2 separate regions of the Mus musculus genome follow, and region 2 is linked to region 1. A link is a contact called in public HiChIP or PLAC-seq data. All regions are on one chromosome and are shown on one strand. Each heading gives the region's core, a stretch centred on a gene start, on an enhancer-like site or on the middle of the called end of the contact. The rest is flanking DNA. Distances are from core to core; before and after follow the strand shown.

Region 1 (6,059 bases), core at 1,086-3,585:
AGTATAAGGTGAGACATTACCACAAAACTAGCAAGATTGTTATCAGACACACCCAGGTGTCAGGTACTTCCTTAAATTAGTTCAGATAGCTATGAGAGAATTAAATATCTGGGTGATTTTAAAGTTGACAGTTATGTTCTCAGGTCTCAGGCCTCAGAAATTCAAGTTTAAGGAATTAGTTGATCCAATATCTAGTTTTTGCTAAAATTCAATCAAAGTTTAACTGTGACAGATATCATTCAGAACTAGAAGAAAGTCCATACATTCACCTAAAGGCAACCCAGTATTCTAACAATACCGGCATGAAAGAATAGTGTCAGTTCCTCCCTAAGATGAAGACACACACTTCCCTTTCACAGACACCTGGCTGCTTTCAGTTGTGGACATGTTGTAAAAGCCAGAATATAAATTTCCAGAAGTGTGTGTGTATGTGTTTATGTTGTGTATGTGTGCTGATGTGTAGTGTTCATATATGTATAATGTGTGTATATCATGCATGTACATAGTGTATGTATAGTTGCATATATCTATATCGATATATATATATATATATATAAATATATAGTGTGTGTGTGCTTGTGTGTATACACACATGTGTGTAGCAAGCATGTATGTATAGTGTGTATATATATAGTGAATATATAGTTGTGTGGTATGTGTATGGTATACATGTAATATATAGTGTGTGAATATTGGATTTACAGTGTGTGTCCAGTGTCTATATATAGTATGTATATAGAGTAGTGTGTGTGTGTATAGTGTGTGAGTGAGTGTGTACCGTGTGTGTTCTTTGTTTCTTTGTTCTGTGGACGTGCATGTTGAGACCAGCACTTGACATCAAGTGTCTTTCAGTGATGACGCTCCTTTATTTCTTGAGATGCAGGCCTCTCACTAAATGGAGGCCTAGACTGTCTATCCAGTACACTTCAGGGCTCTACTTGTCTCTACCCTTCCTGCAACAGTGCTGAGGATACAAAGTTACTTTTTAAATTTTCATTTCATGGACATTGATGTTTTGCCTACATATATGCACGTGGGTGTGAAGGTATCAGAGGTATCAGAGCCTCTGGAACTGAGTCACTGGAACTGCAGTTACAGACAGTTGTGAGCTGCCTTGTGGATGTTAGGATTTGAACCTGGGTCCTCTGGGAGAGTAGCCAGTGCCCTTAACCGCTGAGCCATCTCTTCAGTCTCCCCCGACACACCCACAGCTTTTTTGGTAGGTTCTATGAATCTGAGCTCAGGTCTTCATGACTATGCAGCACGTAGTTTATTGACCGAGCCATTTCTATTATGCAATTCTGGATTTCTTTTTCCCCTCCTTTTTCTAAAGATGTCTTAAACATCTCACTGTGAAGACTGATATGGTGGTCACCTTCACCAAGTTCTAGTAGTTCTTGATGCAATTCAGGATTCCCCTACCCCATCCAGACCTATCAACACTGAGTAACGGGGTCAAGGAGCACAGTTGAAGGCCAATTCGGCAGATGATCACCATACAGCACAATGTGCCATTGTGCCCCAAATCAGCTGTTCCTAAGATAGAGGAACAGGCTTGCTTAACCAACTTCACTTGATGAAGAAATTAACTAGATACTCAGTGTTGTCCAAGACCATCTAAAACCAGTCTCTAGGGTTAGAACCTGAAAAATTTGCATTTTAAGGTGATTTTTTGCATGGAAAGCCAGTGGTTTCTAAGCCACTGCAGTCTATATAGTTGAAGTGAGTCTACAAGAAGAATTTAGTCTTATTCTTCTCAAGGTGCTATTATTAGCAAACCTGAGGAATTCTTTAAGGTCTGTGGTTTACATGTATTTCTTAGATTGTGTGTCCTGGGTCTGCACCAGCCGAGTTGCCCAGCAGCTTTTAAAAATCCAGGTTCTTAAACTCCAGCTTGAGAGTCTGAATCAGAACTAAGGGGTGGGGACCAGCGACTGTGTTTTAACAAGCTCTGCATGGAATTCCGAGCCGAGCCGACGTGGGAGACCACTGATTTGGGTCAAAGAATAAAAATGATTTCACTGTTCTTTGTAATCTTTGATCGGGAAAGCGACTTTATTTTTTAGAAACTGTATGTTTAAGAGCAACCGTACTGCCTCGGAAGATGTATTCTTGGCGGCGAACAAAGCAATCCATTTCCTCTCTCTGTTTCCCTTTTGTGTGCTGCAGATGTTGGCAGTAGTAGCAGCGTTATAAACATAGGCAGCGGGAGAGCCTGCGACTAGAACTGAGGAAATCGGTTCAGGTTAAATTCTCTTGAATACTTCCTCTCTAAGACCTTGTGCCAGTTCGTGATTTCCAGGCAGATGTTTTCCATTACACTGCTACTGGGTCATGACAGACACTGCCTCAGTTTGCAGTTGCTGTGGCAACCACGGTTTTCGGTCTTCAGAGAATAGTATACAGCTCAGAGGCACGCTTTTTCTTCCAGGAATGGAAATGTTGATCAGCTGGAGGAATTGATTGGGTTGACAACTGTACATTTGATCAATCGGTAGTAAGTTTGAAAGATCCCGTTTACCACGCTCTTTTTGCTTAGTGGGCGGTCACGCGTTTCTTCTGTTAATTTTTAGACAAATAAAGATCTGATACTTTAAAACACCATGTGTTTTGCAAACTCTGTTTTTCATGTGGATGAGAAACTCAGTCACAATTTTTTGTGATTCCTGCTTACTGTTTTCCACTAATATGAATCTTATTTTCCCTTTGGCCATTTTATACAGGAATGAAAGTAAGTTTTAATTTGCAAAGCAATGATAATCTAATAACACTGTAGATTTGAAAACAGTCTATCTAGCATCTAATTGTAGTTTCATTGGGGATCTTGTTACCTGGGGAATCATTAGATTCTACAAATTAAAAAACAAGAAACAAAACAAACAAACAAACAAAAAAAACTACGCCAAGAACATTTTCAGAATTAAGGTCCTTTGAAAAAACAAATCAATTATCATCTTTAAATTAAATCAGGAGAAAGTTTTGTTTTTCCTTTTCTACCACTGTATGTTTTTATAGTTGGATAATTTTTTAAAGCATTAATCACAAACTCCTAAAATCATGTTATGGTTGGTTTATATCCTATGAGGAGAATAAAAATCTTTCAGAGAAGTATTTTAAATTATAGTAATTACTTACAGTACCCAGGTCCCCTGGATTCTGAGTCAAAGTCCTGTGTTTATGAGCTGCTCTGGGAAACTGAACTCCATTACTTTGACTGCAACAATGTTTACAGAGAAGCTCTGTTTTAAGGGCAGATTCACAATGCTTTAGTATTTTTTTTCCACTTTGTGATAAATATTTTGACCACGTGATTAGTCATGATACATGCACCTCTCTGGCAGGTAGTTTTCCTCTTCAGTCAGTCATCATGTTCGAAATTGCAATATTAACAATTATAGCTCCAAAAAGGTTTTATTTATTTATTTGTTGTTGTCATTGCATTGGAAACTGTGACATTGTTTGCATGCTTTCTCGGCAAATGTTTGTAAATCTTGACATTATGGTGTATGGTGCTTTGGACAGGTCTGTCATCTAGCTTGGTGTTAATGGCATGTTAATTTACTTCACCTCCTCATTGTAGATTGAGGGTTTCCTGAAATTCACTATGAATTCTTTGGTTTGGTTTGTAGTCTCTACCGCACACAGAGATGCGCAATAAATCTTTGTTATAATCACTTGAAATAAACATTTAGACACCCATGCTGCGTGCATAGGCCTAATGCTCAAAATATCCTTGCAGAGGTTTAAGAAACACAAGTAACATGATGGATATACTATTTTAAGTATTCCTGAAATTTTAAACTATGAACAAATCATGTGTTCTTTTTATGTTCTGAAAAGAAACACACCTAAGATATAAGAATACCATTGAAAATGAAATCCCTCAGCTACATTTGTGCCTCGTCGTTCTTCCTACGACACCATGCACTGTGTCGATTCTTCACTCACCCCACTTCCTCAGAAGTTGAGGATCATATCTGTAAAGGAGCAACCCTTGTTCTCCAAGAAGGGTTTTTTACATCTGTGCTCAGAAGCTGAGCATGCCCAACTCTCTTCATCCTGTGAGATCCACTTAAGCTGCCAGCAATCTTTCTTATCCTGTGTTGGTCTTTTGGGGAAAGGAGAGTCAGAACTCCAGAACTGAAAGTGACCTAAGAGTTCATTAGACCTCAGAGTAAGGTGTCTTGTGTTTCTAGTGTCACATAGCTCTGAGGAAAAAATGGGTTGTGAACAGGAGATCAAAGCCAGAGACAACATGGTGCCTGTCAAGGAGGACCAAGAAGATAGTGCCTGCTCATTTTTATCAAGAAAGAACACAGCCTGGCTCTGCAAACCATGTCTAGGAAATCCAGAAGTGGCACTTATTTTAAAGAAGGTGCTAGAATTTTAAATATTGCCAACTTACATACATAAAAAAAAAGGTATGTCAAAAGAGAGATCTTCTGGGAGAAATTAGCCAATGAGCTGTCGGCTAAAAAACAAAACACAAAACAAAAAAAAAAAAAAAAACCCCATGGTTAGAAAACAGTCTTGTATCACAAAATAGGAAACAGTCTAAACTGACACAAAATTTTCCCAAGGCCATCCTTGGCCTTATGCTGCTCCTAAATTACAGATGTGGGCCTCAGAGCTAGTTTCTTAACAAGGCTGAAAGGGCATTTGAAAACTGTTCTCCCAGAGGTTTGGCTTGGCAGGAACTGAAACACACCTTTGACAGTGGAATGAAAAAGGTGGGTTTGTGGGTCAAGAAGTAGCAAGAAGCTTTTGTTGGTGAATTCTGACTCCTAAGGGTAATGTAGAATAACAATATTGACTTGCCCTCACCCGATTTTTTGACAACTCCATGTTTTGTTTTGTTTTTTCCCAATGCTCAGAGACATTATAGACCTCCAGTTAGACTATGAATAAGAATGCCAGGGAGAGAATTGCAATTTCTACGTCTCAGAAATGAGCCACAGCCTTGAGAAAGAACTTCAAAATCTATCTTAATGTTTCATAACAAAACACTAGTTATGTCTAAATGAGATGCCCCTTTGCAATACAATGAATTATATAACTACAATGGCTGACAGATACTCCAGAGATGGTCAGGTTCTCTTCACGTATATCTGAGACAAGCTAGAAACTTGCTTCTCGCCAAAGCAATGCTTCAAATCCAAGGTCAGACCAAGGAAAAGAGGGTGAATCTCTAACATCTTCACTGCCAGAGACTTATTAAGAAAAACATAAATCTCCTCTGTTATATTGGTAATTCTTTCCTGACTAGACCTGCTCCCAGAAGGCACTGCTCTCAGCTTGTTGCTTTAAGACACACACCACCATAATGCTGAGTCCAAATTGATTCTACATGTGCAAACCAAACTCATAGTCACAAAATCCCCACCTTCTACTGTTCGTCATTATTCACTTTGCTAACCAATGCTTGAGCCCTCCAAACAGCATAAGGCTTCTTTATCTACAGAATCACTTGCCATGCTCTCCCCTTGCAAGGAAGATTATCTTTAGGGTTCCATGGTAGTTTTCTGTCCTAATACTTAAAGATTTGTCCGTTTTTCTCAATGGAAGGGGGAAATTGTGGTGTATGCATACTCGCCTGTTTGATCTCTAAGCAATTCCATAATTTGAGTTTACTACTCAAGGTACTCTCAGACAGAGATTTATAAGCCTACCTAACTATAAACATAGGTATCTTAACACCTGACCTCAAGTGTATTTGTCTTGTGAGTACAAAACTTAAAAGTTAATGTTTGCCAAACTGCTCTGGAGAACTGTGGCTTAATCATTACATAAACACATGTGCACATGTGAACACATACACACAAGGACTTACTGGCTTGGGATATGCTGTCCTAGAATGCATGTAAATGGGCCTATTAATTCTAAATGTATGAAAGCCTATGCCAATTAATATCAAGGAGAAATATTTTAAATAGACAATCCATTTTGCAGGATTGTGTGATATGACTGATTTTGGAGCAATATAAAAATAACTTCAGAAAATGTGTTGTGCATGTAAACTGGATAACCAGAAGCCTTTAAGTCCCATATAAATTTAGAAT
Region 2 (5,613 bases), core at 2,486-4,985, 220 kb after region 1:
CAGCATAGAGGTCAACTACATGGAGGACATGCAAGCAAACAGCAGCGAGGGGAGCTTTAGAACATAAGGAAGGAATGCCAAAGTACTAGAGAAAGCACACCTAGGCTGTGGCCAGCATAAGGAAGAGACAGCAAAGAACATAAGACTGACAGCAGACCCACCAGACCTACCATGGTGGTTGTAGGGGCTGCAGTAAGAGTCCTGGGAAGGAAAAGTACCTTATCTCAGAGAGGGAAGCATTCCTGCTCTCTACCATGCCTTAAGATGATCCTGTGATTCTGAGGCCTGTTCCCTTGTCCAGGTGACTGGCCTGACCAACTGGAGTGCTCTGTCTTCTGCCCAGGTCAGAAATTTAGTTCTCTTCACCAGAAGGAAATAGTTTCACCCAATAGCAGTGGTCACTGCTATTGTGACACAAATTGGAAAGGTAGAAGAACCTGGGCTACTTGCAGCTACTCAGCTGACCTCTCCAAGATGTCTAGCACACGTGAGAGCTGTTCCTGAGCAAACTGAAGCTATGACATCACAAAGCCCTGCCATGATACATCCGCATCACAGCCCAAGAAAGTTGTATTTGTGAGCAGGGTGTTTCCTTACAGCTGAGACCACTTCTGAAGGATAACAAGTGAATCCTGGAAGAAATATTCCTGACATATCTCTGTGCAATTCAGCCTGTTCATCATTTGAAAGAAGGAATAAAGATGTGTTTTGTTTTGTTTTGTTTTGTTTTTAATATAGGAAAATCCAGTGTAAGAGGGAAGAGACTGATAGACACTTTGAACTCAGGTTTGAAAAAAAAAATGAATGTGTGTATTTACTGGTATGAGGTTGACCCTTCATGATACTCAGACCCCACATGAAATAGGGAGCTGAATTCAAATTGGTGCAATTTAAAGGGGAATTCACTTACTAGAGCATGCAGTAGTGTATGTTCTGAGGAGGGGGGTAACAATAGTAAAAACCACAGTAGAAGATGCCTAGTTAAAAGAACTAACTATAGTTTTGGATAATTTAGGTACCTAAAGGCTATGGCAATATTCCCTGTGGAATTAAAGGATGAAAGCCTTGGATGACAGACATTGCTGTAATATCAGAAGGACAATTTTGATAATTAAAAACAAACACCAAATATCCAGAAGATGCTCCAACATGTAATAAGGACACATGCTCCACTATGTTCATAGCAGCCTTATTTATAATAGCCAGGAGCTGGAAAGAACCCAAATGTCCTTCAACAGAGGAATGGATACAGAAAATGTGGTACATTTACACAATGGAGTACTACTCAGCTATTAGAAGCAATGAATTTACAAAATTCTTAGGCAAATGGATGGAACTAGAAAATATCATCCTGAGTGAGGTAACCCAATTACAAAAGAACATACATGGTATGCACTGATTGATAAATCGATATTAGCCCAGAAGCTCGGAATACCCAAGATACAATTCACAAACCACATGAAACTCAAGAAGGAAGATATTTTGATCCTTCTTAGAAGGGGGAACAAAATACCCCTGGAAGGAGTTACAGAGACAAAGTTTAGAGCTGAGACTGAAGGAATGACCATCCAGAAACTGCCCCATCTGGGTATCCATCTCAGATACAATCACCAAACCCAGACACTTTTGTGGATGCCAACAAGTGCTTGCTGATAGAAGCCTGATATAGCTGTCTCCTGAGAGGCTCTGCCAGTGCCTGACAAATACAGAGGTGGATGCTCTCAGCCAACCATTGGGCTTAGCACAGGGTCCCCAGATAAGGAGCTTGAGAAAGGACTCAGGGAGCTGAAAGGGTTTGCAGCCCCATAGGAGGAACAACAATATGAACCAACCAGTACCCCCAGGGACTAAACCAGCAACTACATATGGAGGGACTCATGGCTCCAGCTGCATATGTAGCCGAGGTTGGCCTAGTCGGTCATCAATGGGATGAGAGGCTATAGGTCCTGTGAAGGTTCAATGCCCCAATGTAGGAGAATGCCAAGGCCAGGAAGCAGGAGTGGGTGAGTTGGGGAGCAGGGGGAGAGGGAAGGGATTGGGGGTTTTCGGAGGGGGAAACCAGGAAAGGGTATAACATTTGAAATGTAAATAAAGAAAATACCTAATAAAAAAGAGTAGATTTTTTAAAAAGTAAAAAATAAACAGCAAAGCAGTACAGATATAAAGTTGGGTAAAGGCAGAAAGAGATATTTCTGATCAAAGTGGCCACTATAGGCAACACTAGAGATTTCCAATTACTTAGATGTAAGACCACAAGAGGGAGACAAGAGAAGAGAATGAATTTGAAGCCAGTGCCTGCTCCCCAATGTACTTTCAAGCCATACTAGGGCTTACCTATCAGACAGCAAAGTGGTGAGAAGTTTGGCATTTTAAGAGGGCAAAGTGCTCTAGAGGATATAAGATATAAGACAGGAATGGATAAAAGACAGGAATCAATTGTGAATAGCCAAGATGCCTATCTGTCTCACCTTTGTTTGCAGTACATGGCTTTGCACCTACAACCAAAAGCCCCAAGCTCGAGTCAAATGGATAAGAGCCCAGCAAAGCATCAATGGTCATCTGAACAATGGCCGTGGGAATACAGCGGGTTCAACTGAAGGATGGAGTCAAGGATGACAGACAGATGGATTGTTTCATTTGCTCCCTTCGTCCTCAGTGGTGTGTGGCTGTGAGCTAGAAACACTGAGGAAGGAGTGACAGGTGGCTGGAGGGAAGGATAGCAGGAGAGGATGAATTTGAAAGCCCCACTAATCACCCTCCTCAATGAGGCGCTGTCTGTTGAAATTTCAACACAAGGTCTGCACTCGGATGCTTCTCAGAAACCTCTTCTGTGCACCCTGTTCCTTGGGGTCATCACTAACCTGCTAGTATGAAGCAGCCTCTGTTTCTTTGTCAAGTTCCCTCCGATAAAGCAAAGCAGTAAGCCAATTACTGAGATCATTCAGATGAAAATTTTACTTTTGCCTGAATTAGCCAGAGAATTGAGGCGTAAATGGACCTTTTCACTTGACTGATTGGGATAATTGCTTCGCTTTGCTAGGGGAGACCTATCTTTGGAAGTCTGTGTTTGGCCACCAAAACATGTTTGTAATATCCATTATCGTCGTTTCTTGAAACAGCCACGCGTGGCTAGTTGCCACACTCAAAAGCTTGTAGGCAGCTTTTGAGGTTGTTGAAACAGTGGGGATGGGAGTCAGATGGCATCTCTGAGACGCTCAGTTGCTTGAATTGTTTCCGTTTTGGCCATCTCTAAAACATGTCAGCTCAGTCCTGCTGAGCATCCAGGGAAGTCAGGGTTGGGGGTCGGAGAAGTTGGGGGGGATAGCGTGGTTGCGCAAGTCAGTTCGGTGGATAAAACACACGCGCGCGCACGCGCGCACACACACACACACACACACACACACACACACACAGAGTAAGAATTACCTCCAGGTGCACAGGAACAAATGGCTGTTCCTGAAAGGGCTGGGTGGGCGGACTTGAGAGAAACGTGTAATTTACATTTAATATTGAAGGAGTGAGAGGACTTCATAAAGAAACCTGAGCAGGAGCAGGCAATTAGTAACAGCAGCGGGACTGGCAGCCAAGCCTTTGGCCTGCGTCCTAGGAAATGGAAGCTTTGGCTTAACAGCGTGGAGCACTGGAAAGAAGAAATCTAAAAGCTCAGCCTTGAGCTCTGCGGCAGCCTTTCCTGCTGTGGTGGTGATGTGAGCCTATAGGGTACAGTATGCTCAGCAGTGGCCTAGAAAAGCAACTGAACAAGATGGACACCAGAAAAGCCCCGCAGACCTCAGATCTCTGCAATCACTTTGTGATGGCGCCCCTTACTGGTCAACAGGCAGAACACCAGAGGTCTACATCCTGAATGGAAATACGAGGTTTTCACTCAGGTGATCCCTGATGTTTCTGCGTTAAAATAATAATAATAATAATAATAATAATAATAATAATAATAATAACGATTTCATTATAAGATATTTTATTGTATTCTGAATAATGAAATAAAGGAAAGAAAATAATAGCTGTGGCTTTAATAAAACCCATCAGCTTTATTCATTGAATTGTGTTTTAAAAGAGTTAAATGCTAAGTTTCATGTTTATAAAATGACTCCTTTAAAATTTTAAATTTTATTCCACACAGATTTTCAAAACACTAGAAGACACATACAAACCATAGAACTGATCTTTCTCAAGTAACCCGCTCCTCAGATTGTAATAAGGAAGTTGGCATTAAAATAATCAGTTTCTTTTTTTTTTTTGGTTGCTATTGTTTTATTGTTTGAGATATTGCTTTAATTATGATAAATATGACAATATGACAAAGCCCTTAAGGAATGCTTGACATTTTGTCACAATCACAAGCCATTGAAAAATCCACTTTATTAAAATATAGATGAACTGAGAAAAATCAAGCCATTGTATCTAAAGTTATAAAAATTGAGTGTTCATATTTCACATTGCTCTGAAGGTCATTAAAATATCAAATAATCCATAAAGCATAGCTCACCTTTTTTTCTCAGCAGATTTACACATAGTGTCAATTTACTAAAAGTGAGGCCTAGAATATTTTCCTTCATAACCTTAATGTCATTGTACTGGCAATATTCAATATTTTGTGTATATTTTAATATCAAGAAGTCTTTGGAGACCAAGATAGTTACTAGTAGCCGAACAACATTTTCTTTTAACATAAACCAACCGTAAGCTATCTTACTGTGCAAAACAACATCAGCACGAAAAAAGTTCCTACAATTTCGCAGATATTTAAAACAAACAAACAAACAAACAAAACCAAACCCAACTCAGTAGATTCTGCACTTGGTAGATTTCTTCTTGTACAATATCCCTAAAAATAATTCATTTCAGATATATCCTTTCTGTGAACTCTTTTTACTAGTATATTTTTAGTCACAAGATTCTAGAATGTGTTAGAGAAGCAAGGGACACCCAAAGCCCCCACAGCATGGACTCTGGTCTGCCTTCAGGCCTGCCCTGAACGAACGGGCAAAGCTTTGCCCTGTTTCTTCCTCCTCAGACAGTGGGACTCAAAGAGCTTTTTGCCACCCTGGACACTCAGAGAGGCGGACATCCACAATGTTCCCTTAGGTTTCTACCTGGGAGTGACAGGTGTCCCTCCCACTCAAACATTGCAAAGTCCATCACACTGACACAGAAGTGGATTTTAATTCCTATTACCAAGTGGGCACCCTCACGAGTGATTTCCTACAGATACGCTCTCACGCTCTCACCGTTCCTGGGGAACAAAGGCACTGGGTAATCCTGCCCTACCATGTGCTTGCAAAGACAGGCAGAACTGGCGGGGAGCAGCACTGTCTCCTACAGGAATCAGCACACTGACAGGATATGGTGCAATTTATGTTTTCTTAAAAAAAAAAAAAAAAAAAAAAAAAACAGAGAGAGGCCTAACAATTTATTTGGGGTTAGGTTTAATATCTGGACTTCTTTCCAGGACTTACATTTTTACTGAAATAAATTGAGTTTAAATTGAGCTCTTGGGAGATTTCACAGTGATTGACCAATTAGGTTGTTAGGGCCACTCTGCATGGGCGGGGGGCACGGGGGCAATGGCAGGGGAGCAGCTGCTTTCGGGTC

What was found. HiChIP or PLAC-seq counts read pairs in DNA pulled down with a chosen protein or histone mark.
Region 2: an H3K4me3 HiChIP or PLAC-seq map of forebrain shows a contact between it and region 1, with 5 times the contacts expected there. The contact joins two enhancer-like sites. A contact is called at or near these places in 1 of 39 promoter capture datasets (embryonic stem cells), 7 of 484 Hi-C or Micro-C datasets (ECoMG myeloid progenitors, LSK cells, the N1E-115 cell line and 3 more), 6 of 115 datasets of contacts at active chromatin or transcription factors (embryonic basal ganglia, embryonic hindbrain, forebrain and 2 more) and 1 of 9 other capture datasets (embryonic stem cells).

The regions. Positions count from the first base shown.
Region 1 is chr2:65,816,331-65,822,389 of GRCm38.p6, forward strand. No RefSeq gene overlaps it. Among named protein-coding and RNA genes, the nearest start is that of Csrnp3, 26 kb to the right of the region's middle. Within about 2 kb of position 2,336, at least 108 of the 459 cell types and tissues checked have an H3K27ac peak or open chromatin away from gene starts, as enhancers often do. A contact at or near this core is called in forebrain, neural progenitor cells and neural stem cells, where this site is marked.
Region 2 is chr2:66,038,541-66,044,153 of GRCm38.p6, forward strand. No RefSeq gene overlaps it. Among named protein-coding and RNA genes, the nearest start is that of Galnt3, 83 kb to the right of the region's middle. Within about 2 kb of position 3,736, at least 39 of the 459 cell types and tissues checked have an H3K27ac peak or open chromatin away from gene starts, as enhancers often do. A contact at or near this core is called in forebrain, neural progenitor cells and neural stem cells, where this site is marked.